Linked DNA regions of Gossypium hirsutum: region 1 is linked to region 2. The links are chromatin contacts, called in public Hi-C maps. All regions are on one chromosome and are shown on one strand. The core of a region is the stretch at or near the end of the contact, and the rest is flanking DNA. Distances in the headings are between cores, read along the strand shown. Region 1 holds the start of LOC107945461 (peptidyl-prolyl cis-trans isomerase CYP65). Region 2 holds the start of LOC107945465.

Region 1 (7,120 bases), core at 4,310-6,809, 490 kb after region 2:
CACTCAACAATAACCAACGGATAGGTTATTTGTACTAACTATTTTAGAATCCAATTTGTTTATAGTATTATTACTCAAATCCAAATAGGTACTGAATTTATTAAATATATAAATAAATTCACTTTTAAAATTTTTGAAAGTCGAATTCATAATTCACAAACATAACCCAATTTTGAATAATGAATATTAAAACAATGGCAATATGATATTTGAAAATATTATCCAAAGCAAACAATATTTCAACCTACAAAAAAGAAGAAATAAATAGCTGAAAAAATTCCTATATGGGATGAATCATTTCTTTGTGGATTCCTATAAAAATATTAGTAAATGCGTTTCCCATTCTTTATTTTACTTTTATTAACTGTCCTAGAATACAATTTTCTCTTGAATAATATTCAAAAGAATTTGGGGTTGACCTAACAAACGGGCAATGGCTTTGACGTGGCCAATCAACCGTCTTATTGGGTCAACACCTTGAAAATTTTAAAAAAAAAATCTTAACACTAATGGCCACTAATGGCAGTGTTCAAATGTCTCAACCTTACAACATCTTTTACAGAGGCTAAATTACAAACGGAAAGTTATGAAACTGGTTTTTCACTCCTCTTCTTTTCACCAACTTGAAAAATATAATTTCAGTATGCTGACTGTCACTACCCCCACCAGCATCTGAATTCTGCCATTGAATCTCTTACTCCCATAGTGTTGCAGAAGTGGTTTTTGTTAGAGCAGTATTGCAGAAATGGCAAATTCAAATTTGAGCATCACTTGCTTCCAAGCTCCAAGGCACATGTATCATTTCAAAGGATAGAAGTGCATTAAGAAACCTCATCATTCACCAAGCAGAAAAATCTTTAAATTCTCCAGGAGTGGCTTTCCTTTTCTTCGTTACAGAAATTGCTGTTATATTGGTATCAGCAGTAGCAGACTCACTTTGGGTGTTCCTAGCCTTTAAGTACTTTCCAACACCACCACTACCAACAGCTCCGGATTCTGCTGTTCCTGTTCCTGGATTGCTATACCACGACCCAATCTTATCCTGGAAATTCAAAGAAATTGCCTAAAATGATTGGCTGTAAAGAAAATATGAAGTAATAATAATAAAATAAAACTAAAATCCAGATTCTGAGGATCGCGGGATCCAAACTAACATTATCTTCATCCTCAGCTGCCTTGTCACCATTGCTCTTCTCTTTCTCTTCCTCTTCATCAGGTTCCAAGTACGGATTTACAAATACTGTGACACTAATTATTTTAATCTCTTCCTGCACAAGCAACAGAGGAGAACAAAGAAATTAGATCTGGAACATAAAATAATCCAGAAGCCCATCTTGGAGCAGTACCGATGCTTAAATTCGACAAAGGAAACATTCAGAGCAATACAATCATCACAATCAGAATTTTCCTACCAAACAGTTTATCAGTAGCAAATAATACACGAATGGAAAAACAAAATGCAGCAGCAAGCACCACACAAACAAATATGCAAGACTTACTGTAAACAAAAATTGGTTTTGACCTCAATATCATTTTTTATGCAGAACTTAATAAAACGAAAGAATATAGAACCAAAAAGCTAACAATTTATAAATAGAGAAAAGGGGAATTCGCATTTGTATTCAAGAGGCATTCAACTAAGCTGCAAAGATTAAGCACATGCAATCATGGAAAGATATACATACTCGAGATATTACTAATTATGGAAAGAATACTCAACATCCGAACTCACCAGAGGTTTGTCATTGTCATCCACAGGAACCTTCTCCATAGCTGACAGTGTCGTCAAGCCACCAACAACTCCACCAAATACAGTATGTTTGAAGTTTAAATGATTTGCAGATTTGTATAGAATGAAAAACTGCGAACCATTTGTGTGAGGGCCACTGTTGGCCATACTAACAACACCTCTTCCTGAGTGAAGCAACTTAGAGTTAAGTTCATCATTGAAAGGCTTCCCCCATATGGATTCACCCCCTCTCCCAGTACCAGTTGGATCACCACCTTGAATCATGAAATTCCTAGAAACCAGAAAGTATAACATCATCAACATGAGTCATACAACCAAGCCAAGTAATGAAAACAGTGGACAGAATTTGAACTGAGCAATTGTCACAATACCGAATGTTTCTATGGAAGGCCACTCCATTGTAATAGCCTCGATCACAAAGAGTGATGAAGTTCTCACATGTCCTTGGAGTAATATCACAGTGCAGCTCAATGTTCAAATCACCATGTGTTGTATGCAGCTGAACGTAACCTTTCTTTTTAGGATTTTTCTCAACTTTAACATACTCAAATTCATTTTTGGTAACAGGATCATAGGAGGTAGAAGTAAAGGATCGTGAAGCAGCACCAGTTGTATAACGGCTCTTCACCTGATGAATCCAATGTTAACACTGACCAAGGTTCAAACTGCATAAAGACATCTTGAGGCATTTTGTACAAACTAAAAACCTGTCATGACTAAGAATATCCATGAATGTCTTCCTAAAGGAATTAACCTTTTGCACACTATCAATTGATTCATGATAGAATGACAGTTATCACAAGTCATTATCACCAGAATGACGAATCAACAAATTGACACCAAACAAGATCTCTAAAAGATTACTAATTAACAGGAGATAGAAACATAGAACAATGATAAACTTGGTATTAGTTTAGGATGAAATGAAGCTCTATGATAAGTAGTTACGCCCAAAAGATAAGCCAGGAAACTGAGGAATTTACCATCTTAGCATTCACAGGTGCCCTCTCTCCAGCCATGTGCATAGCAATTCGAGCAGCAGTTTTATCACTTGATGCAGCTTTTGCTGCAGCAGCACTTCTTCCATGTACTGAAGCAGATGCAGCATCTACAATACTAAACGCAGGTTGATTTTTACTCTCCCCATTTGCATCTGACTTGGAATCCTCTTTAATGCGAGACCTGGCAGCTAAAATGGCAGCAAGAGCAGCAGCCCTCTCATTTTGAGCCCTGGTCCCACCACCTCCAAGCAGAGCAGCTTGCTTTGCTTTGTCAGTTCCAAGCTCTGCTAGCATCTGCTTGATATCCCCAGCGACATTAATGTTATAAGTTGGATCTGAACTCATTTTCCTTAGTTCTGCAACAAGATTATAGGAAAATCAAGACCATAAATTATAAGGGGCAAACATAGCTAATCCTACCAGCAAGCACAGCCAAAACAGCAATAAAATACAATACCTTCATCATCGACCTTCAAACTATTTTTTACATGATCAAAATCCAGGGTAACCTTACTGTCAAGTGCATTAGGATTCTGCAAACATGAGCAGCAATACGAGAAGGAACTTATAATCATTATGTGACACTGGCGAAACAAATAATTGATGTGTTAATCAAATAAAAACAGAAAATAAATTAAATGCACTGCTTACTTGAATTGTAATTATATCTTCCTTAGTGAAAGGTTCATCTGTAAGAAGCTCTTTCCAATTTTTGGTCTTGATGTTTAATTCTTTAATTGCCTGCAATAGAAACAAAAAGGAAAAACATTATCATGCTTTAACACATCTATCTGACCATAAGAGGAAACGTTGACAATACAAGCAATAAACTATACCTCATAACAGAAAACATTTCCTGAAGTCTTCACCGCAACTATGTGTGTGTACTCAGTAAAAACTTTGTTCAGCACAGGGCAATGATACTCCCCTGCATTAAGGCACCATTTCAATATCCTTGAGGCATGAAAAGTAAACCAAACGTGCAAATACTAAAGACATCTAAAATAAAGTCAATTCTTAAAATATATATAATTGAAAAGAATAGCAATCAGCATACCAACATAGTTGCACATAAAACAATAAAGTAGAACAACATTCATGAACAGCCTTCTACCAAATTGCACCAGTATAATCAATATAACAACAGTAATAAGAAGACCATAGCAAGGTTTACATCTATTACACATGAGAATTAATAGCCTTTATTTCCACCATCACCAAAGAGTATTTCAAGCATTTATTCCATTTCTCATTTAGTTAAAACTGATTCCCCAATGATATGATTTCAAAGTATAACAAACATAGGATTTATTAGTATGTGCAAGTGCAATTTCCTCTACTACCCTTTGTTACCAACTTCACAGTAATTGCAGAAGGTTGTCTTGACAGAACCTACAAATATTAAACCGTGTCACTGAAGAGCGAGGCCATAGACAAGCAGACTCTAATAACAACTTCTTGATTTTCGGCTCAAAATTAAGCCAAAGATGAAGTGCACTCTAGTCTGGCAGAACATTAAGTATTTAAAATAATAAAGAACAGGAAGTAACTACAAAAGCGGGCAGAAATTGCATCCTTCACTAGCTTGTTTATAGAGAAAATGAAAATAATAACCTAAATATAACATGCAACAACCGTCCCATGGTTTTGTTTATGCAACCCAAAACAAGGTAACTGTATAACATCCAAAATTCACATGTCATAGCTAAATGAAGACACAGACACACACACTCAAGTTCAACCTTGTCGAAAAAGTTATAAGAAGTCAGGTAAAGAATAGAAGACCAATATTTAGTTTTGCAGGAAATTGCTGTAACTCATGCAAAATATATATCCACCATTTATCTCATGCACCAAATAAAAGAACCTAGAAAGCTATTAATGTAATCTATAATCAAATCGACAATTCACACAAGGAACAGCATCTTAATTAAACTATATTTTTTTTTACTGAAAGGAACAATATTTCAAACAAGTATCCCCTTTTAACATGAACTTTAGAAACTTTACTTCTAAATCTACAACATACTTTGTTGAAACCTGACAGCAATATATTATATGGCTCGCTCAATTTCTTTGGTTCTTTGAATTAAAACGTGAACTCGAAAATAAATATTCCAAACCTTCAGAGTTCTTGTGGAAAGTAAGATTGATAAGATCCTCCTGCTTCAATGGAGCCCCAGTAACCGGATGCTTCCCATACTTTCTAATATAGGGAACTATATTCCTGAACCAGAAAACAATAAAAAATAATAAAACCCCCTAAATTACACTATATATAAGCTTAAAATAAGTAACAACGAAATGAAAAGATACCAACATTAAATCGAAGACGCTGCCATCCTTCGTGCATACAGGCAACTCGAAGGGCGTGAATGTAAGGCTGAATAAGACAACCAGAAAAGAAAAAAAATGAATATAATAAGATGCAAAGCAAAAATGGTATAAAGCAAAAATGGGAATAGAAAGTGAGGCATACGCGCAGCAATAGAAGGGAAGGCGTTTGAAAGGGGTACGATTTTCTTTGGATTTAGCGCCGCCCCACTCGGTAGCCCACTCCGTCTTCGTTATGAACATTCGATCTTTGCTGTGCTGTTTCTTTCCCATCTTGGCGACCTTCTCCGGGACAATTCAATTGCTATGGCTAGGGTTTATGATTTGGGGGAGGGGAAATTGGATTTTTTTCTGATTAGGGATTATGGGGGGGAGGTTTTGACTTTTGACCGCTTTGAGACCCTGAGTTCTGATGAGTATCGCTTCCGATAATTACCGACCTTTTGAATCAGCTAAAACGCCCAATTTAAAGCCCGTTGAAATAATTGGGCTTATTTTCATTTATTCGAAAAAACTTGAGAATTTCCCATTTTCTTTTTATTTTTATATATTGTAAAACAGTTCATATTTTTACGATATTATAATATATCTCATATTGCATTTATGGAATCTATCATGTATTAGTTCTCTTTCTCTGAAAATATAGAAAAATGGAAATGTGAAAATTTAGTCCATGTATATTAGATGAATTAGTAAAATAGTTTCTCTATTAAAATTATATCGTTAAATGTTTATTTTGATTATATATATATATGATATAATAACAAATTTAAATCTCGAACTTTACATACTTATTCAATTTGGCTCTTTTTACTCTTCTTTGTTGATGTGGCATTATTTTATTTTATATGCCACCGGTGGCCGAATGTGGCATTAAGTTTTGGAGAGATTGCATTAAAATTTTCAAAAATTTTGATGCTTAATGAGATTTTTCAAAAAAAAAATAGGGCTCTAATTTTATTTTATTTTTTGAGAAAATTAATGAGTAATTAAATTTTTAAAAAAGGTTTAATTAAAATTTCCAAAACTTTTAAAGAGCTTAATTAAAATTTTCAACAAACTTGGGGGCCTAAGTAAATTATCAATAATTTTGAAGGGTTTATTGATCATTTTCTAAATTTTTGAGAGGGCCAAGTCCCTTTGACTCTTCTTATATTCGGTCTTTGTATGCCATGTCAGTAAATATTAAAAATATAATAAATTCTAAAAATTTTATAAATTTATGAAAGTAAAAGGATGGAAATGTAATTAAATCTCTCCATTTTCAATTTTCAATTAAATTTTCTTATTCAATCAAATAATCATAGTTATTTGAATTGGATTAAACTGGTTAGATCAGAAATTGATCAAAATATCAATCTAGAGAGAACATCAGAGCAATTGACTTAAAAATTAATACAAAGCGATTGAACTTGATTGAATCAAATTACTTTTATATATTTTTAATAATTTATTTAATAAAACCATCAATCCAATACCTTTACTCCAAAGTCCAAACAATGAATTGCCTTCACACGTCTCTTCACTAGCCAACTCGACAAATGGGTCAACTCCCGGTCTCAATAATAACCGGAACTTCTTCCGATAGAAAGGTGTGATATTTGTATTGTTTTTAGTAAAATTATCGTTATTGATTAAAAAATGGAGGCTTTTTCAAAGTTCTTTACTTTTCAAGTATTTTAATTGTTTCATAATTTGGATGAAAACTGGAAAAGCATCATTTGTCAAATTGGGCTTTAGTAATTGCATAATTTTATCGTGTTAGGTTAGAATTTGAGCTCTAAGTTAGAATGATTTCATCATAGTTTGTAATTTTTTAATTGATTTAATAAATAAAATTACAATGTGTTCACTTAATATATTTTATACGAGTGTTTTCAAACATGAAAACTAAATGAATAAATGAATATTGACTCACTAATTATTTAAGGTTTAATTAATAATAAGTTACATTATATGATTAGATTATAAAGTGAGGAGACAACTTATACTAGTAGTTAATCTAAATTATTTGTAGTTCATGGAATCAAATTGA
Region 2 (6,769 bases), core at 1,606-4,105:
GGGTGCTTTTCTTGGTTTTTATAGAGGTCTATAACTTGGGAGATGATAGAAATGAAAACGAACTAGGATTTAGAGTTCAAAATTGATTGAAATAGTATGAGAGAATCAAGGGATGGCAAACACAAACTTTGGGTAGTTTGTACATGAAATAACCTGGAGAAGAGAGGTTTTTTAGCTTGAATTTTAAAATATGGTTAAATTGCTTCATAAAAAACTCTGAATTTTGACTTTTTTACAAATCAGCCCTAACTTCAAAATTAAAGGTATTTAAAACTCATTTTCAGAAATTGATTTAATTTTCTAAAAACCATAATTGAAAACATTACCGATATGCCATGTCACAAAATTTCGAACATTCTAAGGCTAAAATTCTTAAAATACCCCTAAAACACCTAGGCCCTATTTTGAGGTGTGACAGTTTAACTAAGTACTTTAGCTACATAATATTATTAAATTTTAAAATAAGTTTGAAATTTACAATATAATTAAATAATATAAATTAAAATAAATGATTAAACCCTTAACAAAAAAATTAAATGAATTAATTATTAATTTACCCGGATTCACTTACTTTTAGGCTTTTTATGCTTGTGGAGTGATAAATATCTCTTCTTTCTCTCCAAAAAAGAACAATTACTCTAATAAAAGATAGAATAAAAAAGAAATAAATAAATCCATTTCAAAATATATAACTAAATTATATATAAAAGTATTTGAATCTAACATGGTTAATCATTCTTATTTGAGTATCTATACAAGGTTCCAATCTTTCAATTACATATTTTGTACCTTCTAATGTTTCACGTAATATATTCATAGAATGCTCTACCCCAAATTGAAATTGTGGATTTAGATAATAACCTAAACATAATTCATAATAATATCATTAGATGATAATCATCCCAACTTCTCCCACCACTTCAATTAAGTTATATAACCAAGGAGAACTTGTTAATTGAAAAGGAAGTCACTCTTATATAAAAAATTTATATAATGATTCACCCAACTTCTTTCTTAGAGTCTTTAAAATATAGTCACTTTTGGTTGCTTGAGCTCTTACTTTTGGCTAATTCGGGTATAGCTCTTTTTAAAGCAAACTCGAACTCACTTGGACAATATTTTCTTATTCTTTCTCCAAATTATTATGCAATAGACCATTGAGGAGTTTATCCTTCATCATAATGTTACTCCAACGACCTTTACTTCTTTTGAATTCTTGCCTCCTATTTCATTCGTGTTGTGGTTAGAGACTGTCCTAAATAGCTTGTTTAATAGTAGAATCCTTATCATCAAATCCCTTATAGTCATCATCTTCTCTTAATCGGGTTAAAAATTCATCTATTTCCTTTTATTGTCAACTTTTTTTGCTTTGCTTTCTTAAAAGGTTGATCATATTATTTCTTCTGGTGATTCTTATAAAGAAAATAAAAATGTTAATGATTCACACATTTATATTATTATATAATATTTATTGATAAATTTAAAATTATAAAATTTAAAAAAACATACAAAATATCATATATTAGTTACATTTGGGCATTGTGCAACATTGTTGGTTTTATAAGCAATGGAAATTTTAAATCGTGTTATTCCTCCTTTTAACTTTTCCACGTAGTTTACATGTTTCCTTTCATATTTGGCATAAGAAATCTAAAATGCCATCCTATATCTTCGCTTGATGCACCCTTTAAATTAAATCTACCTCAAATTATAATGCATAATTTTTTAATAAATTAAACCTTGAACAATTTTTTTATATTAAACCTTTAAATAAAATTAAATTATAAAAAATTTAAACCTTTAACTTAAATTTCAAGATAGAAAACGAAAATATAAAAATAATAATCCATAAGGTTTTTAATAAATTAAACCTTTTAATTATTTTTTATATTAAACTTTTAACTAAAATTAAATATAAAAAATTTTAAATACATGATGGCATATTTTATGATTAGTTATACAATAATCATAATTTCATAACTATAATTATTAATAATATAAAAAATAACAATCAAATAACCAAACCAAAATAATAAACAAATATAAGTAATCATTAAATAACCCATTAAAATAACTAACAAATATAACTCATAATCAAGTAAACCATAAAAATATTAAATGAAAACTATGTTTAAACACAAAATCAACCCAAAGTCCAAATACCATCAGCCACCCACCCATAATCTACCTACCCATTCCCACTCAAATACCCAAATCCCCAAACTTAGGCCAAACCCATAAAAAACATCATGGCCCCCATCACGATTATACCCAAACATGGGTCCGGCGGAACTAATCTAAAATTTTAAGTTTGTTTTCTAAATTTGAGTCTAACTTAACTTAAAAATCACACTTAAAATTTTACTTAAACTCGATCCGATCTATTTGTATTAATTTTTTTATGTATTATTTTTATATAAAAATAAATATTAAAAATATAATACATTAAACACACTAAAAATATTAAAATAATTTTTTTCTCAAACATTGAAAATATATTTAAAAAATCTTTATATTTAAATAACACTAATATAATATTCAAATAATAACAATAAAATAGTACCAATATAATAATAAAATGAGAGTAAAATATCATCAAAATAGCAACAAACAACAACAAAATAGCAGTACAAAAAACATTTAGGTATATTCGAGCCAAGCCTGACAGGTCAAAAAAATCTTACCCAATATCTATTTTTTTATCTAATCTAATTTTTTAAGCCTGTATTTTACCAAAACACTCTCACTTTTCAAACAGCTTTCGAGCTTAGATGAATGAATAAAAAATACAGCAAATAATAACAAAATAATAGCAAATAACAATAAAAGGATATCTAAACAAATTCAGAAGGAGCCGGGTCAGGCCGAAAAAATCTTCCACACCCTGTTTAGAAAGCGGGCTTGATTCCCAAATTATAACCTTCTATTTTTTTCCAGCATTTGTTTTTGTTTCATTTTTTCGTTCTGTCCGAAACAGAAAGTTAGAAAACTCTCTTTCTTACCCCCAAAACTCCCTATTCCATAAAACTTTCTCCCATAAAAATCTCATGAATCTAAGATCTAACTTCTAATCCTTGCTTAGTCCTTCGTTCTCCTCCTCACGTCTGCATCAAAAATGGAGAAACAAAACAAAGATCAAGACAGACTCAAGTGAAAATAGGTACTTGAAAATTTAAGCAATTTCTTGACTCTTGATGTGTATTGTAGATGAGGGAATGACGGGTTGCTTGGTTTTTGGCTGGATTTGAGTGTGTGTACTTTTTTTTGTTTTGTTTTAAACATTGAGTTTGAGGTTTGAGAAATGAAGTTATGTTTTTAGTTTTTACTTGTGTTTTAGACTCTGTTTAGATAACTCGAGCTGCTAACTAAGCCATATTACAGAACTATTATTGTTACCTTTGCAAAGTTTGGGCAACTGATATCAGTGTCCAGAAAGCACTTTATATCAGAAGGTACCAATTGAAACTCAACAACAACACCAGGTAAATTAGCTAAGTTAAATTAATGAATTGTTGATGTTGAATGCCAGTGAACAATCAAAGAATGGGTAAGATGTTACAAAAGCATGGACTATGACTATGATGTTGTGAATGCTTTAAGCTATCATCTATGTCTCTTAATTTTCGGTGTTTTGGAAGTTGGGTCCGTTACAGTGGGTTCTAAGTTTGGTGTTGGAGTGAAAAAAGACCAAAACGACGCTACTAATAAAAGAGCTAAAAAGGCACCACCAAAGACAAGAAAGCCATCGAGCAGACACCAAAACGACCGGTTCCGACTCCGACTGTATTTTCAAAGTCCTGCCTATGCATGCTTTCCTCAATTTCTCAAGTCCGACTCAACAATGGGTACCAGGAAACGGGACCTCCCCTCTGCTTTGCTTCTCTGCCTTATCTTCTTCCTTCTTTCAAGTTTTTCCTCCTTTGCATCTGCCCAGAAACTTTCTTTGGGTACTCTCTGCCTTCTTTTTCTTTCTTACTTCTTGCATGTTTATCTTAACTCTCTGAATTCTATGAATTAGGGTTTTCTTTTTGCCTTTTAGTGGTTAAAGAGTTAAATCTTGATGAAATTAGATGGATAAGGAATCAAATGTTCATATAGCTTTAGTTGGTTGGGTTGTCTGTGCTTATCATATTTCTTGTAATTGCTCGTAATAATGTCTTAGTAGTGGGAAGTCCTTAAATTTTGATTGTATCATGTTGTTTTATGTTTGCAGTTGTTGGGGAGTTTAATAAGACGTTGCAGTTAACTCCTGGCGTACAAGTGGAGAAGTCCCCTGGTTTAAAGCCTGGAACTAAAGTTGTTTGCGAAAGAGTTCACGTTGATGGTTTGCCTAGGTTTAGGAATCTCATGAAATTTGCTCATTCAGTCAAGCTGAAGGTTTCACAAGGGAATTCCACCCTACGCAGACCTAATGTTGAAGTTTGCTTCCACAGGTATATGGTTTCACATAACTACTTGGTTGAATTCAGTGATAAACTCTTTAAAAGAACAGGCTTAGAAGGTTTCTATCTGTTGAAAACTGCAAAATTTGAACCTTATTTCTGACTGATATCTTTGTTTTTGCAGGAATGCTTCACTTGGGATAGGGATGTGCCCTCAAGGCAAGTGGGAGAAGGTTTCAAACAGATTATGGGCTAAATCGATGTCTCCTTTTGATCGCAAGCTCTTAGATATACGAATGACCAGTTCTTCTACACAGACCGTTGAAGTGTCAATTGAAGAGGGTATATTTGTGATCCTTCTATCTGTGTTGCTTTATGTCTTGACAATTGAAACTTGTTTATGTACCCTGTTCTTTGTTCATTTACCTGTTCGTCTTTTTTGCAGAATTTTTCCAATATCGTATAGTTTTTTTAGCACTGGGTATTGTGTTGTGGAGTGTGGCATATACACTAAGCCAATCATTAGTATTTTACTATGGTGGTGCAATTGCAATTGGGGTTATCCTTGTGGTATTAATAGTCCTGTTTCAGGTAAATACTGTGATTGATGAATTACTTGAAAGTTCCTCGACTTGTGCTCACTGCTGTTGTCTGTTCAGCTATCAATCTCTGTTATGATTAATATTCTTATGTTTAATAGGGAATGAAGCTTCTCCCAACTGGTCGGAAGAGCTCACTTGCTATTGTTATATATTCATCTATGGTGAGTATAAACTGTGCAGATGAGATGATCTCCTTTTGCTGCCACTTTATTGTGTGTCTGTGTGTGTTTATGTGCACATTTCCATATGCATGCGTATGTGTTTATGCCTATGTCTTCTGTTAATTCTTCTCACGTATGGTATTGTCATTGTTTTAGCTTGGTTTGGGATCTATACTTCTCCGCTATATACCACAGTTGGTGCAATCAATACTTTCAGAAATGGGAATCACTGAAGACATGTATAATCCTGTATGTAAGTCTCCTGCAAATTTTTTTGTTCACTTGCTCTATGTTTCTCTATATCATAGAGCGTAACCACTAGGATTTTTCAGTCTCTAAATATTATTGTTATCAATTACTTTGTTCATGTTGGATGCGACACTGTAAATTTGATAGGGTAGCGAGTGAACCATGAATGATGAAAGATCTTATGGATTTTGGCTGTCAAATCAAACTGTTTTCCATATGATGTCATTATGTAAAATGAAATGGTAAAATCGATGTAGAATTACTAAAGTTCTATTCTGTTACGGGGTTTCTTTATATTGAATACTTCCTGTCTCTAGAAAATTATGGTGTTTAATATTTAATGGTTGTGTGAACTGTTTGAAATCTAGCTATTGTCTCCTCTTCCTTTGTTCCCCTTCCAGTTGTAGTCAATATTTTATCATTGCATATAGGTGTTCTAAAGTAACCAAACAATCCATGTATTATTTTAAACCCCCAAAAAATGCAAAAATTTCTGAATTAAATACTTGATTTGCAAATTGGCTTAGATTTATACCTTCATTCTAGTATTGAGACTAGAGTTTCTCTACTTGCACTCTTTATTTCACTTGGTTCCAGATTCAAATACGGGCATTTTTCTTATCTTCTTTTTAACTACATATTGGTTGCAGCTAAATGTTACATGTGTGACATGTATTTATGGCTCAGTGGTTTGAACTTTTATAAATGGATGTGGTAGCTGCTGAGAAGCTTTGCAAATATTTCCTGATAATACAGAGAACTGCTTTTTATGTTTAAATTTCAGTTGGCTATGTTTCTCTTGGGCTTTCTTGTTCTGGCTGGAGCTTGGTTGGGTTTCTGGGTTGTTCGCAAACTTGTCCTCACCGAAGATGGATCAATTGACATAAGCACATCTTACTTTGTTGCTTGGACCATCCGGATAGTGGCTGCTATCATGATGCTTCAGGTTGTACCTCTTCACAAATCTCTCTAATTTCTCAAACTCAATGAAAATATCCCCGACCCATGGCTAAATGTATTTTCATTCTTTGTTAAAACTATAATTTACTCTGTTTGCAGAGTTCTATGGATCCCATCCTTGCAGTAGAGGCATTTTTATCTGGAATAATGCTCTCATCAGTTTTGTGTAAAGTCACTCGATTGAGATTCCTGCGCCGTGTGTACAAGTATAAATTTATGCTTTGGTTTCATCCTTGACATTGTTCCTTTTTCATCGCACTAGATTTTATTGCATAACATTATGTGGATTACTTCTGCAGGAAGCTGTTCAAGTTAGCCAAAGTCATTGGAAGAAACACTCAAATTCCTGATTTATCACTAGATCTATATTCTCATGACGAATATACGTACAGGAAGCCTGAAGACTCTAATTTCC

What was found. Hi-C and Micro-C count contacts between places; a contact is called where the count stands out from the background.
Region 1: a contact with region 2 is called in a Hi-C map of leaf, with 2.9 times the contacts expected there. The contact joins the promoter of LOC107945461 here to the promoter of LOC107945465 in region 2. A contact is called at or near these places in 3 of 34 Hi-C or Micro-C datasets (callus and leaf).

What each region holds. Positions count from the first base shown.
Region 1 is chrD12:27,838,450-27,845,569 of Gossypium_hirsutum_v2.1, forward strand. It overlaps LOC107945461 (peptidyl-prolyl cis-trans isomerase CYP65), which reads right to left and starts at 5,560. Exons shown (of 11, transcript XM_016879478.2): 1 at 5,231-5,560; 2 at 5,072-5,134; 3 at 4,875-4,978; 4 at 3,588-3,679; 5 at 3,403-3,492; 6 at 3,209-3,284; 7 at 2,734-3,107; 8 at 2,122-2,378; 9 at 1,733-2,021; 10 at 1,155-1,268; 11 at 322-1,042. The coding sequence starts at 5,358. The coding sequence ends at 839.
Region 2 is chrD12:27,352,886-27,359,654 of Gossypium_hirsutum_v2.1, forward strand. It overlaps LOC107945465, which reads left to right and starts at 2,856. Exons shown (of 10, transcript XM_016879481.2): 1 at 2,856-3,947; 2 at 4,214-4,433; 3 at 4,567-4,724; 4 at 4,828-4,973; 5 at 5,083-5,145; 6 at 5,302-5,394; 7 at 6,179-6,340; 8 at 6,454-6,560; 9 at 6,654-6,769. The coding sequence starts at 3,566.